Regions from separate parts of the Mus musculus genome. Here region 2 is linked to region 1. The links are chromatin contacts, called in public HiChIP or PLAC-seq maps. All regions are on one chromosome and are shown on one strand. Each heading gives the region's core, a stretch centred on a gene start, on an enhancer-like site or on the middle of the called end of the contact. The rest is flanking DNA. Distances are from core to core; before and after follow the strand shown.

Evidence for each region. HiChIP or PLAC-seq counts read pairs in DNA pulled down with a chosen protein or histone mark.
Region 2: a contact with region 1 is called in an H3K27ac HiChIP or PLAC-seq map of the NIH/3T3 cell line, with 6 times the contacts expected there. The contact joins two enhancer-like sites. A contact is called at or near these places in 11 of 484 Hi-C or Micro-C datasets (the AML12 cell line, the N1E-115 cell line, adipose-derived mesenchymal stem cells and 6 more) and 5 of 115 datasets of contacts at active chromatin or transcription factors (the NIH/3T3 cell line, acute myeloid leukemia, bone marrow-derived dendritic cells and 2 more).

The regions. Positions count from the first base shown.
Region 1 is chr1:138,532,389-138,539,005 of GRCm38.p6, forward strand. Nek7 (NIMA (never in mitosis gene a)-related expressed kinase 7) reads right to left here. Exons shown (of 10, transcript NM_021605.4): 4 at 1,976-2,038; 5 at 349-459. Among named protein-coding and RNA genes, the nearest start is that of Nek7, 84 kb to the right of the region's middle. Within about 2 kb of position 3,968, at least 53 of the 459 cell types and tissues checked have an H3K27ac peak or open chromatin away from gene starts, as enhancers often do. A contact at or near this core is called in the N1E-115 cell line, the NIH/3T3 cell line, embryonic fibroblasts and 1 more, where this site is marked.
Region 2 is chr1:138,326,847-138,333,463 of GRCm38.p6, forward strand. No RefSeq gene overlaps it. Among named protein-coding and RNA genes, the nearest start is that of Atp6v1g3, 56 kb to the left of the region's middle. Within about 2 kb of position 2,700, at least 73 of the 459 cell types and tissues checked have an H3K27ac peak or open chromatin away from gene starts, as enhancers often do. A contact at or near this core is called in the N1E-115 cell line, the NIH/3T3 cell line, embryonic fibroblasts and 1 more, where this site is marked.

The DNA.
Region 1 (6,617 bases), core at 2,718-5,217:
TGAGGTCCAAAGACAAAGGACCAAGTCTTCAAGCCCACGTCCAAGGTGACTTGGGTGCATTTAGAAATGTAAGCTAAGCCGGGCAGTGGTGGCGCACACCTTTAATCCCAGCACTTGGGAGGCAGAGGCAGGGATACACAGAGAAATCCTGTATTGAGAGAGAGAGAGAGAGAGAGAGAGAGAGAGAGAGAGAGAGAGAGAGAGAGAGATGTTAGCTAACTAAGGTTAACTCTGCTACATGAGGTAACTTCACAACCATTAGTTTCCTGATCACCTTTAAAGTAGCTACCAGGGTGACAGATTTCATAAGCAACTCTGTCAGAAAAACAAATGCATGAACAAACTTACCTTTATCATTCTGGAGAGGTCACCAGCATCTGCTAACTCCAAAACTATGTTCAGCTCATTATCCTCAATGAATGATGCATAGTATTTAATTACATTTGGATGGTTGAGTTGCTAAGGAAAAAGTCAAAATCAATAAATTTAATTTAGCAATGACAATTAATTCTTAAATTACAAATATTTTGACAGCCTATTTTATAGTCAATTTTTAAACACATAATTATTCCAAGTAAAACTAGATATGAATAATTTTATTTTAATGCTTTTATTAGATATAATAGTGTACATGAGATTTTTTTAAGTACTGCTGTGACTAGTAGGCATGTAAAGGCAATAAGTAAATGGTAGAACTGAATTATTAATTACTCAAAATTATATCCTTTAAAATGAGACTGACAAACAAAAACACTAAACTGTATGTATCGCCTTATACTACTTTCATACACGAGCTGTACATTTAAAGCTAGACTGCTTAAAACACAACTAACATTTACATACAGTGTCTAAATATAGTTTTTACATCAAGAAATATGAGCATAACTACATGGAACTTAACTATGTGAGTTGATTAAGATCATCCCTAAGGAAAAAATCTCACCTTGAAGAATAACATGCAGCAAGCCATAAATATTTACAAGTTTTATGTTCAAATTTTGAATAAGTTAACATGAGACATAAATTCTCAAAGAGAAATTCTCATGAATTATAGGTGGTTTTCTTTGTACTTAGAAGTTTTTCTTCCATGCTACCCCTAATAATGCTATTTCTATTTTTAAAAGCTGTGTGTGTGTGTGTGCGCGCGTGAGAGAGAGAGCTAAACACAAGCATGTGCACACATGTGAGTTTGTATGTGAGTTTGTATATATTGTGAGTGTGCAAGTGTGTATGTGTATGTGTGCATATGTACAAGTGGGTATGTGTATGTGAGTGTGTATGCGCCTGTGTATTTAAGAGTTACTTCAAGTGGAAAGAATAGAAAAACAAAGTTTTGAAATACTTTGGTTGAAACCGATACATTTTAAGAACATCCACAGATGAATAAAATAGCAAGTGTAGGCCATCATACTTGACTGAAAACAAATGAAAAATATAGCATAAGCTAGTCTATAAAAGAATACCAACAACAACAAAACACCGTGCAGGTGACTCGAACCTCACCACACTTAACAGGTAGATAAGAAACTAAAATTTAATTCCTAACACGTGCCCTCGATCCTTTGTCTAAGTCTGAAAAAACTACTTAGGAAATGTTTATAAACATGAAGCATCTGGGGTAGCCCAGGCTCTCAGTGTGACACATATTGACATGACAGCAATATGCACTGATATTACTTGAGCAGTAGAATAGGTTTGGATAGAATGCTCTACAAAATTTCTCCAGTGTTTAGGCCCATGCATCTTCTGACTTGAAAAAGTTGACTTTACATAATATTATGATTCAATTATTTTATCATAAATAAAAATCATAGTATCCAAAACACACATGCTCTAACTTATGCAGTGTTACTTAGAACCAGTGTGTCACCAAGTAAGCCTTAAAACGTGTTTTACTTGGAAATGTAACATTTTGATAAGTCATTTTATCAACCTCTTCAGAAATATTCAAAATAGCCTATAGATCATTATTTACCTTAAGGAGGTCTATTTCTTTGATACAATCAGCACGTGCTTTGGCATCCATTAAATCAAATATCTAAAAATGAAGTTTAGAATTATTTAGTAAAACAGTGACCTACATTTTTAGGCTAACATGTAAATTCTTTATAAGACTCCCTTTCTCTCTTCCCTCTACACACACACACACACACACACACACACACACACACACATATACATCTACATATGTATCCACACACTCACACAGATGCAAGCTTTATTTGCATTTATTTACTGTGAATGTCCAAAAGAACTTTATCTTATGTGAACACAAAACAACAAAAACCTTAGATGCTTTTCCTCCAAAGGCCAACAAACAGCAGAGTATATACTGGCACTCACATCTATTGCTCAAATAACCAGGATGAGGTGATGGTCAATAGAATACTACAATAATAAGCAATGTACATTGAACAGCTACCATATACTGAGTGTATTTCATGAACCATCTAATTCCCATCTAATCCTTACAAGGATAAGAATATTCCAGTGCTGTAGATGAAGAAAAGGATGCTTGTAAAACGACTGACAAAGGGTCAGGCAGCTCATCAGCGGGGCAAGCAGCATTTGTTGTTAATTATTTCAGTAGCAAACCCCCACTCTGCTGGTACAGACAGTTCTAATGGTCTGACCTGTATTCTTGCTGGGGGGCGGGGAGGCTGTAAAGCAAAAAGGGTGATGACTGGTCCTTTGACAACCAGGTGGAAATTTTATTATGTTAAATACTAAGTCCAGGTACATATAAATAGACATTCAGACACACTACATTTTTGGCATTACGTTTTCAAGAAAAGAGTGTGGCTCTTTGAGCTGCTATGATGCAGAAAAGGAGGACAGAAAACACAAAAACATATAACCAAAAGGATGTTCCTGTATCTTTGAAAATAAGAAATTTCAAGGCTCTAAAATGTAAAAAAACAATCTTTTTTTTTTTTCAAATCTTAGTTCTTATACTGCAAGCTGATTAAACTCATACAACACTATTTTAACGAATGACATTTTTAGTCAACAAGTTGAACTAAGTCCTACTACTTCAGTCAGGTAGATGTGTAGGTTGAAGTAGTGAGGGAATGCCAATCTTTGTACTTAGGGAAAGGATACTTCACACCTTCCATGTATATCAGAACAGCAGTCGCTAGAGGTTAAGAAGGGCTTGAGGGTGGGGGATGGGTAACAAGGGACAGTTACAGAACAGGTGTAGGTTCTGAGCATTCTAGAGCACACACTGTACGACAAAAACCATAGCATAATAACTGATTATGCATTTTAATTTAAGGAGGAATTAAGAGAGCTGCGTTTGTAGCTTCCCAACAACAACAAAAACAAATGACAGGAATTATGCTGGTCTGATAATCACATACTGCACACATGTAGTAAATTATCAATGTACACTATAAAGATTTATAATTATGTCCCAATTAAAAACAGTAAAAATCAAATTGAGAATCTTAATTTAAAATTTAAGACAAGTACAACATCCATAAACCTATTAGACTAAATAACTGAAGCCCGGCCCCTTCCGTCTACTGTAGTGACTCATACAGTTTTTACAGTAAACAGAGACGCTGGAGGAGCAACTGGCCGAGGGGAAAGGAGGCAGGCGAGTGGAAGGTGAGGGTTTTTGCCTGTTGTTAAATCACTGTCTATAGAGGTTAGAGGGAGAAGGGATGGATTGGCTATAAATGAGCACCAGAGTCAGGGATGAGAAGAAAGCAACCATGAGTAAAATGTATCCAGTGTCACCCTTCCTGAAGAAACAAGGAACCCTACACACTTAGTCGGAGGTAATTGTCAGCTGTAGTCTTAAACCAGTCTGGGATACATTACACCCTGTCATATTTATCTATCTCCAGATGAACACCAAGAGAGATGACTAATTCTCGCCTAATGATGAACACTGATACTGTTCTTAGAACTGCTGGTCACAGGGCTTGCGATAACTAAAGCTTCTTAGAAGAGTCAGTACTTTGGGTAATCATGGAATCCCTGTGGGGGAACAGCCCAAGAGAAAGAGAAAGGAGAGTGGCGGCCTCGATGGTTAAAAAAATCAAAGACTCACAGAGGCAGAGCCACAGATCTGAATAAGCAGCGCCTCTTAGACGGAAGACTGGCTTAATAATAAACGTCTGAGAGTGAGAAGCGCAAGTACCTTTGAAAATCACACACGCACACCTGGATGCATGCGGCATGGAAATAATAAATATTTACCTCAAATTATGTTTCAGCCAATTTAGAATTGTGAGTTGTTTTATTTTTAACTGACTTACTTTTTAACTGACTCTTCAACAATATCAAAAATTGCTCTTTAAACCCTGGGGAAAGATACTCAGTCCTGGTGCATTTAATGTGACAACGCTTTCTGAACCAAATAGATTTACAAATAGATTTAACTGGAAACGTGCGTCTTATCTTTCTTTAGTCAACATGTCAAGACAAAAGTAAAGGCTGAATCTTTGGAATAAGTCATTCCCAGCACGGAGTCAAAGCTGCCTGGTGATTTAATGAGCAAGGGAAGACAGGAAATAGAAAACGATATGGGGTTTTGTAAAAAGAAAAAGACATTTTACATAACACACGCGTACAGGAAGCATTTATTTATTTTCAAGCCAAAGTTTCTCTGGGCTTCAAAACTTATTTTATTCTTGGTTAAAGCAGAAGTTATTAGTTGGTCAAGTAGGTAATAGCTGATACATTCTTGGCATCCTCTGAATCATTTATAAAAGATTTTATCTGCCAGCTTCAAATTTTACCCAAATTACTCATCAAAAGTTAACATCAATTCATCTTCAAAAAAAGAATCATTCCTGTAACTTAGTAGAAACATCTCTAAAAACACATGTATTACACTGTTATGAAATCACACATAAAATGTAGTAAAGATGCATATACACACACACATACATGTGTACATTATATATATTCACTATATATATTTATATTTGTATTTATATTGAGCTAATATATACACATGTACACACATATACTTTAAATCTCCCACATACAAACTACCTCCTGGCCCCTCCTACTTTGAAGGATATGAATAAATGAATGGAGTAGCTTGTCCCTGCACTAAGTAGCCTTGTCTTCCGTGTGACAAATCCTCACTCCTCCTTCAGCCTTCACACCTAAGTACACCTCAACTCTTCTCCATGTTTTGCCCAATTATCCCTAATGTCAGGAGAAGGCTTCCACCCCTCTATTCAAGCAACCCAATGGCCAGCCAGAACCCTCAACCTTTACTGGGGGACCAGGCAGGGAGGGAAGGAGAATCTTAATCTGCCTTCTCCATAAGGTTCTACAGTGGTGGGTGGGAGGCACTGAGCACAGCGATTCTGAGACAAGCACCACCCCCCACCCCCCACCCCCCAGTGCTGGAAACCTCTCCAGTACCTGCTTCCCACTCATCAGCCTTCTCTCATCATGCTTACCAACTTGCCCAGACGAGACGTTCAGAGGCCGAGTTCCCTTCCCTGCTCAGGGATTCCATAAGGATCTGCCACATGATAGAGAGCACCTAGACACCTGGTTGTGTCCACAGTTCTCCCATAACTACTGAGAACTGACTCCAGGGGGTGCCCTCTAACAGGCTTCTCAGACAGGGGAGTCTGACTTTCAGTATATCAGAACCTTTTCTTGGGTTCTTTTGTTGTTTTTGTTTGCTTTGTTGTTGTTGCTGTTGTTTTTAGAGACAGGATTTCTCTGTGCAGTCCTGGCTATCCTGAATGCATGCTGTGGCCAGGCTGGCTTCTAATTCAGAGCTCTACCTGCCTATGCATCTGCCTCCTGAGTGCTGGGACTAAAGGTGTGTACCACTACCATCTGTCTAGGGTTTCTTTTAAATTACAAAACTGGAGAAAATATTTCATGAAACTGGAAACACTGCAAGCTTTAAGGATAAGGTTACTCTTTAGGATGCAGCCTTATGGAAGTACACAACTGTGGAGGTGTGCAGCTGTGTAGAGGTGTGCAGCTGTGTAGAGGTGTGCAGCTGTGTACAGATGTGCAGCTGTGTAGAGGTGTGCAGCTGTGTGGAGTTGTGCAGCTGTGTACAGGTGTGCAGCTGTGAAGAGGGATACAGCTGTGTACAGGTGTGCAGCTGTGTGGAGGTGTGCAGCTGTGTGGAGGTGTGCAGCTGTGTAGATATACACAGGAAGCTGTGACACTGGGTATAGAAGAACCTAAAATTTTAACTGTGAGGACCAGCAGAGTTTTAAGAAGCTTGTAGGAGCTAGAGTAACAGTTTCTCTCTGAAGATACCAGTAAGAAAGTAAATGAGAAAGGAGGCTGATATGAAAGAAATAGAGAAGCCTGGAAGGGGGGGGGGGGAGTAAATCAGAAAGAAAGCAGAAAGGGGAGATGTATCCAACATACATGAAGAGGTAGGGGAGGTCAGGTCGGGCAGTTAGCAATGTTCATACACCATGCTGGAGAGTAGAGATGTGCTGCCTGGCATATATGCATAAGGGCTGTAGCTCCATAGGGAATATAACCATACACCCACTGCTGTGAGGAGCTTCTGATACCGTGGTTAGAACACACTCATTAGAAAGGTAAGGAATATAATTCCAAAGGAAAGTTGTAAATTCCCAAGAAGTAACCTGAGCCCTCTACGATGA
Region 2 (6,617 bases), core at 1,450-3,949, 210 kb before region 1:
TCATCATTTCTGTCACCAAGCTTGAGCCACGAGGCACTGTGATTGCTTACCAATAAGGCCTGAAGAGCTCAAAGTGCAGGTAGATTAAGTCATAAATAGTTCAGTTTTAAGCCAGCTTTCCCATCCACGGAAATGTGAGTCTGGGGTAGGGAGGGGGAAGGAACAGATTTCATCAGAGGGTAGTCATGCTCAGAACATTTATAATGAGAAAGCTGCTTGTGACTAGATGAATGGTCCACAGGGCATAAACCAAAAATGTTACCTATCTTTCATCATATTACAACGTGTGCTAATTACTTGTTGCAAGTTATTTATAAAATACAAATTTGTACAGCTAACAATGTTTAAAAAACAATTAGCAAAGTGAACCAGCATGGATAAGAAAAAAATTTAAAAACTGGATCGTATAGGATTTGTTGTAACCAAAAACAAAGTCACTCCTATAATAAATCACCTGTCTGAATTTTTATCAACTCGACGGCAATTTTTATTCACAGTTTACTTACTAACAGTCTGTTTAGAGTTGCTTCATTAAAGCTAGGTTGTTGCCAAAAGTGGCAAACAGTTTTGCATTCTGTAGGGAACTGGGACTGTATGGGTTAAAAGGCTTGATTTAAACTTTGCATAAAGCATGTGTCTGTGGCAGACACCCTGAGTCACCTTGGGGTGTTTCTTCCTTTCGCCCCGTTTGCCCATTTCCCATCCTGTCTATTTTTCTTCCTGTCTCTTATCCAAGCCTGCAAAACTCCACCAGGAGGGAACGAGTGAGTGCAGTGCTGTGGAAGTTCTGAGACAGAATCAGCTCTGCCACTCACTGTAAAGCGGGACGCCAGAGCCATCTCAGTGTGGCCGGAAGTGGATTAACAGTGCCTTCAACTCCTCGGTGTATGAAGAAACAGAAAATATTGCCATATCCAGTTCTAAAATTACAACTATTCCACAGGCTGTGCCTTCATCAAAAACGCTTCTGTGTGTATTTTCCTCAACAACTGCAAATCCGTTTCTAGATATACGAGTCCAGTTTTTATGCAAGGATTGAGGGCAACCACGGTTGAAACAGTCAGACTTGAGGCTTGCTTGCTTGCGGAAATAAAGTATCTTTGCTATCTGTGAGTTGTGTTTTGCTGCTCAGTGAACAGTTTGGGCTTTGTATCTTCCTTCCCTAATACCCAAATACTGTTTCAGAAACACAAAGTAAGATGGCGCCCCTGCTCAGGTCTTATTTTCGCTTCCTCTAGTTTCTGCTGGGAAGAAGTTTGCTTCGTCTTAAGTTGCCACGTTGTCATTCGCCGTCCACAGTAGTTGGCTTTATCTGAGATACATTTGTCCTTATACTGGGAAAAAGCATCACTGTTTCTGATTGTGATTTGAGCTATGTTTCCAAGCTAAACTGTAATCAACAATTTCACTCAGTAGTGTGGTGTCCTATCAAAACATAAATATCAAATTAACTGTGAGTAGTAGCTCCAAACCAAACCGGATCAGCCAAGTGAACCTTTCAAACAACTCAGATAAGATTGGTTTTTGCAGCCGGATGGAGTATTAAAATTTTCTCCTTCGTTTGTGCGGACAATCCTATTTTGAACACTAGATGGCGATATGAACTCGCTGAATTTGGAACCCGACCAGCCTATCCATAATTTCAAAGAGAAAAAAAGATGAGGATTTTCCTTAACTGATTTGATAGTCTGACACGGGGTGTTAGGAAGTGGATTTATATGATGTAACAGCTATTTCATTAAGCTTCTGTGAGAAAGAACGCATCCTCTTCTGGCAGGAAAAACGCGTCTGCTTCTAAAACACCAGCCAGGGAAATCGGGAGGCTTCATACAGAGGGAGGAGAGGGGAATGGCAGATAGGCTTGCTGGCCAATTTGACTGCTTCAAAACTGACTTAAATATTTTTCTTGACTACTTGACAGTCAAAATGGTGAAGGCAGTTTGTTTGTGTCAACACAGGGTGTATTTTGTGTGCCACAAAGTGAATGTCTATATTGCTAGACTTCCTGCCTGCCTCTTTTGTAGCGTAGCTATTTGGTCAAGTTGGTTAGGGCAGTCTACTACTACTGAAACCACAGTCACTGTGGGAATAAGTTCTGCTCTGTGGGAAAGCCTGTCCTCGATTTTAGCCAGTCATTGGACAAGTGCCTGATCTATAGATACTCCTGTGCATGGAAGTCCAGATGATCAAAAAAGGAACATCTTTGCAGGAAGGGAAAACAAAACAAAACAAAACAAAACAAAACAAAACAAAACAAAACAGTAAGAATCGCATAGTACATATCCCATGAATGGCAAATCCTGTGTGTCACTTCTCTAGAAAGGACTCAAGTAAATACTTTAAAAACTCAACTCTCTTGATGAGCACAGCCATATTCTTTGTCCCTAGAACCAGGTATATTCTGCACACAACTGCTTCAAACTGAAAGAGAAAGGAGGGAAAAATAGTTGGAATCCCACCAACCTCACAACATAGTCACAAAGACCAACAGGCAAACAAACATCAAGGAGTGCGCTAACTACTGCAAGGAAGAGATTTACACCCAAACTGCAAAGGAAGTGAATAAGAGTCGGTGTTTAAGGCCAGTCACTGAATTAAGATTCAAGCAATGGCATGAAATCAGCTCTAAGGTATGTCCAAAGGCATTCCAGATGATAAAGTAACAGTCTAAGAAACCAACAAATTACAGAGTGGGTGTTTAAGAATACCTGTCCCCATGCCAGGAATGTGGTCTCTATGGTGGCACATGCCACGAGCTATGTGGATGAGAGGGGTGGTCAAAAGGCAATCAGTGATTTTTCCCTTAATCTAAAACGTGATGAAATCCAAATATAAAATAAGTGTCGATGGGTCCTCAGTAGCAGAATGAACTGGGAGAAATGAGTGAGTGTGTAGTGTCTTGTTCAGGAACCCTGAGCAGTCTCAGAGGTGCAGACCTCACAGTGTGTGCGGTACAAATGCTTCTCATTCACTGTGCTTTGTGCATGGCGACTTTCTTCCAAATCCCAGAGTGTGGACAGAGGAGTTGGGCATAGAAAACTCGGGTGAGCAGGGGTGGTGACAGGTCAGGCCAACCTGCCTTGTATCTTCTCACTAGTCTTTCCCCTCAAACACACAATTCAGAGCTAGTCAGGATATCATATAAATCCCTCCTGAAGTTCAGTGTACGAAAGACGGGAACTCCTCACAATTGTAATGGACAGCTAAAGCATTCACAACCAGCAGGATGTGTAGGAACCTTGATAGAGAAATGACATGTCTTGGATAGGATCCTAGAACAGGAGATGGGCGGGGGGACTATAGTTCAGAAGAAAAAGAATCTGAATGAACTTGATTGGATAACGCAGTGATGTCTATTCATTAGCTGTCCCAAGTGACGGGCGACACCATTAGATGTGGTATAGATGTAAACTCTCTGCACTACCTTTGAATTATTTTCTTTTTTGTAATATAAATAATACATAAATATGCTCTCTTGGTTTCACTGGTTGGCTTTGCTTGATTTTGAGATAGGATTTTGCTACGTATCCCTGACTGGCCGGGAAGTCATTATATGGACTGGTCTGGCCTCCAACTGGTAGATCTGAGACAGGAGTCTAGCAGATGGACACCAGCAGAGGTCTTGGGACAGGTGGAGTGAGAAGGACTGTGCTATCTGTTAGAGACCTGTTATATACAGGGATGTCATGAAAAGAGAGATGCAATATTAGTAATGATGATGATATTAGGTATAATTACAAATACAAAGGGCGAAAATGAATGAGTACTGTGACATTTAGTAGAATCTGGAATGTTGGTGTAAGCTAGTATTCTTCTGTAGAGAGAGCAAATATAGAAATAGATATCTTAAAAGTGTGTACAAGGGAATGTGTGTGCATGTCCACACCTACAAAAACTCCCTTACTCTGCCCAAAGAGACAGCAATGCTCTTGTAGCAGCAAAAACACCTTGCAGCTAGATCTTGGCCTTGGAACTCCAGCTGCGGAAACAGCAGATTCAAGGCTTGGCTCAAAGAGTGGAAAATAAGCCTGGGGTACTTGGTTTGGTTGGCAAATAAGAAAGTGCCTGGGAACTGTGGGGATGGGTGATAAGAATACAGAGAGCAGCCTGAAGAGGCTCCCACTGGTCACATCTGAGGCAATGACAATCTGAAATCATGAAGGCAGTGAATAGTAACCCACCCGACAAATAAAGAACTCACAAACTCACGCTGCTGTTAGCTAATTAAATGGAAGGGTTGCAGGTAAACAGGATATTTAGATTCTTGAATTATAGCCCCACAAAAATCACCATAAATCAGAGTGGGTTGAAGTTTGCTTCTTGCTTTACTTCATGTGTCAGTCATCAATACTGGTGAATCACGAGGCACGTTGATAGTATGAGTCCCGGTGGGATGCAATGAGAGGAAACCAGTGTCATCTCTTCACATTCTTGGCAAATATATGAAGCTGGAAGATAATTGTTTTGAGGACCCAATTCAGTCCTTCCGTGATCATGTGACAGTATATCCCTGCTTCCATCAGCTCTGAACACTTGAATGGCCCTAGACCTATCATCAGTGGCTCAGTCCCAAATTACTTCAGTGTGTGGCTTCTCCAAGAAAGGGGACACTCTAGTGGCCTACATTATTACTAAGTTAAATTATGCTCATTTTAATTTGAATTTTATCAGGTGGGGAAATGTTTATGACAAATATCCCACAAAATATAGAAATCACCACTCGAAACTAATGGTTGCTGTATAATACGTAAATACTTCCAGTACTCTCTGTTTTATTGTGAGTTGGTGGACAAATGCTATGAATGGATTCATAATGCACACATGTTACTTTATTATCTATCTGTTTCTGATCATGGCATTTTTTGCCAACTGGGAAAAGAAGCACCACTTACATTGAACATTCTTCTGGGATGACTGAATGGTGAGAACGTCAATGATTATGAAGAGGTTGGAATGTTGCAGATCCAGAGCCAAACTCTCTCGAGCTATCACTGCCCTTTAAATAGTCATTTATTACTCAACATCCTTGTGAGTTTGAAGTAAATCCGTTTAGATGGTATGAATAGGCCCCTACATTGCACCATCCCAGACACTAAGAATGGTATCAGACAGAGGCTGACCCCTACAGCAGAGACTTTTCCACTCCGGCAAAAACTGCTACCTGATATGCCCAGCGATATATTTGATTTGATTTATGACTTTATTTATTTCTTTAATCTGATACTATCAAATCTTGAAGAGATTATTACCTCGCAGAGACACAGTATTTGGAGTGAAACAAATTTGTGTTCTAGGGAAATGGTCACTTATATTTGGCTCCAAAATAGATTATTATGTATTCCCCTCAAGGTGAGAACTGTGGCTCTTCTGTGACATACCTTAGAATTTGATTGTAACTGGTATTCTGTTTTTGCATCATTTTATTGTCTGTATATTAATTGCTACAACCAATCTCCTGTGTTTCAACACTAAGTGTCCTATTTATAAAATTCAATCTAAAAGCTCATGGTGGCTTCTTACCAGGTACAATTTCTGTAACAAGGTCTATTTATAAGACGATGACTCTTACCACATCAAGGCCTGTGGAGGACTCCCAGCCGTTCCCCTCTAACCAGGACCCCATGGCAGAACTTTTCCCTCACACTAGTGCTATAGGAGCGACTGCAGTGTTTTTAATGTTTTCAATTATATTTTTATTTCTTCTAATAATCTTTGATGACATGAGATCAAGCATTTTAACTCATTCCCCAAGAACTATTTCTAACCACTGTAAGTGTTCTTTAGAAAGCCATTTCTTAAAAGTAGGTGTTTACTTTCTGAGCTAATTACAATCCCAATTAGGGGTTTTAGCTTTCTTCTTTGATACTTCAGTACAACCATCTATGATAGACTCTCCTGATCTCAAGCAGCTTGTAGCATGTGTGTGTGTGTGTGTGTGTGTGTGTGTGTGTGTGTGTGTGTGTGTGTGTATGCTACAAGCTGCTTGAGAGTATAGAAGCCCAAGAGGGGTAGAATGTGAGATGTAGGCCTGGTTCAACACACATACACATGCAAATGCACATGTGCAGTACACACATGCGTGCACACACATGCACATACCATCATCATCATCACCATCAATCATTTATTTACCTAAAAAATTAAAATTGTTCATCCTAGCCCAAAACAAACAAAAAATGTCAGAATTATTTTATTCATCAAATTCTACATAAAGACACTGTGTGTCAGACTGTCTCCCTTTCTGGTTCTTACTGACTTCTGTGCATTTCTTTAACTGAGTTCTTTATACTTATCAACCCAAGCCTTATAGTGGAGATTCTTCGTTTCAAGGGCTCTTAATTATAGTAAATCATTCAGTCTTTTGTCCAAACTGCTGTGTGTCCACCCACTACTTTAAAATCTGGCCAGTTTATATCTGTTGTTTTGTAAACATGTTTACATGTGTGACTGTGTGAGAGTCTCACTGATATGCCATCAATCTGATGTTAACATGTAGTTATCTAACTGGAACATGAACATTTCCATGTTGGCTACCAAAGGCATTCAGTTTTTGATGGGCCATTAATTTTATCATGGTCTCATATTTCAAAGCATACTATATATGATCCATATGATAA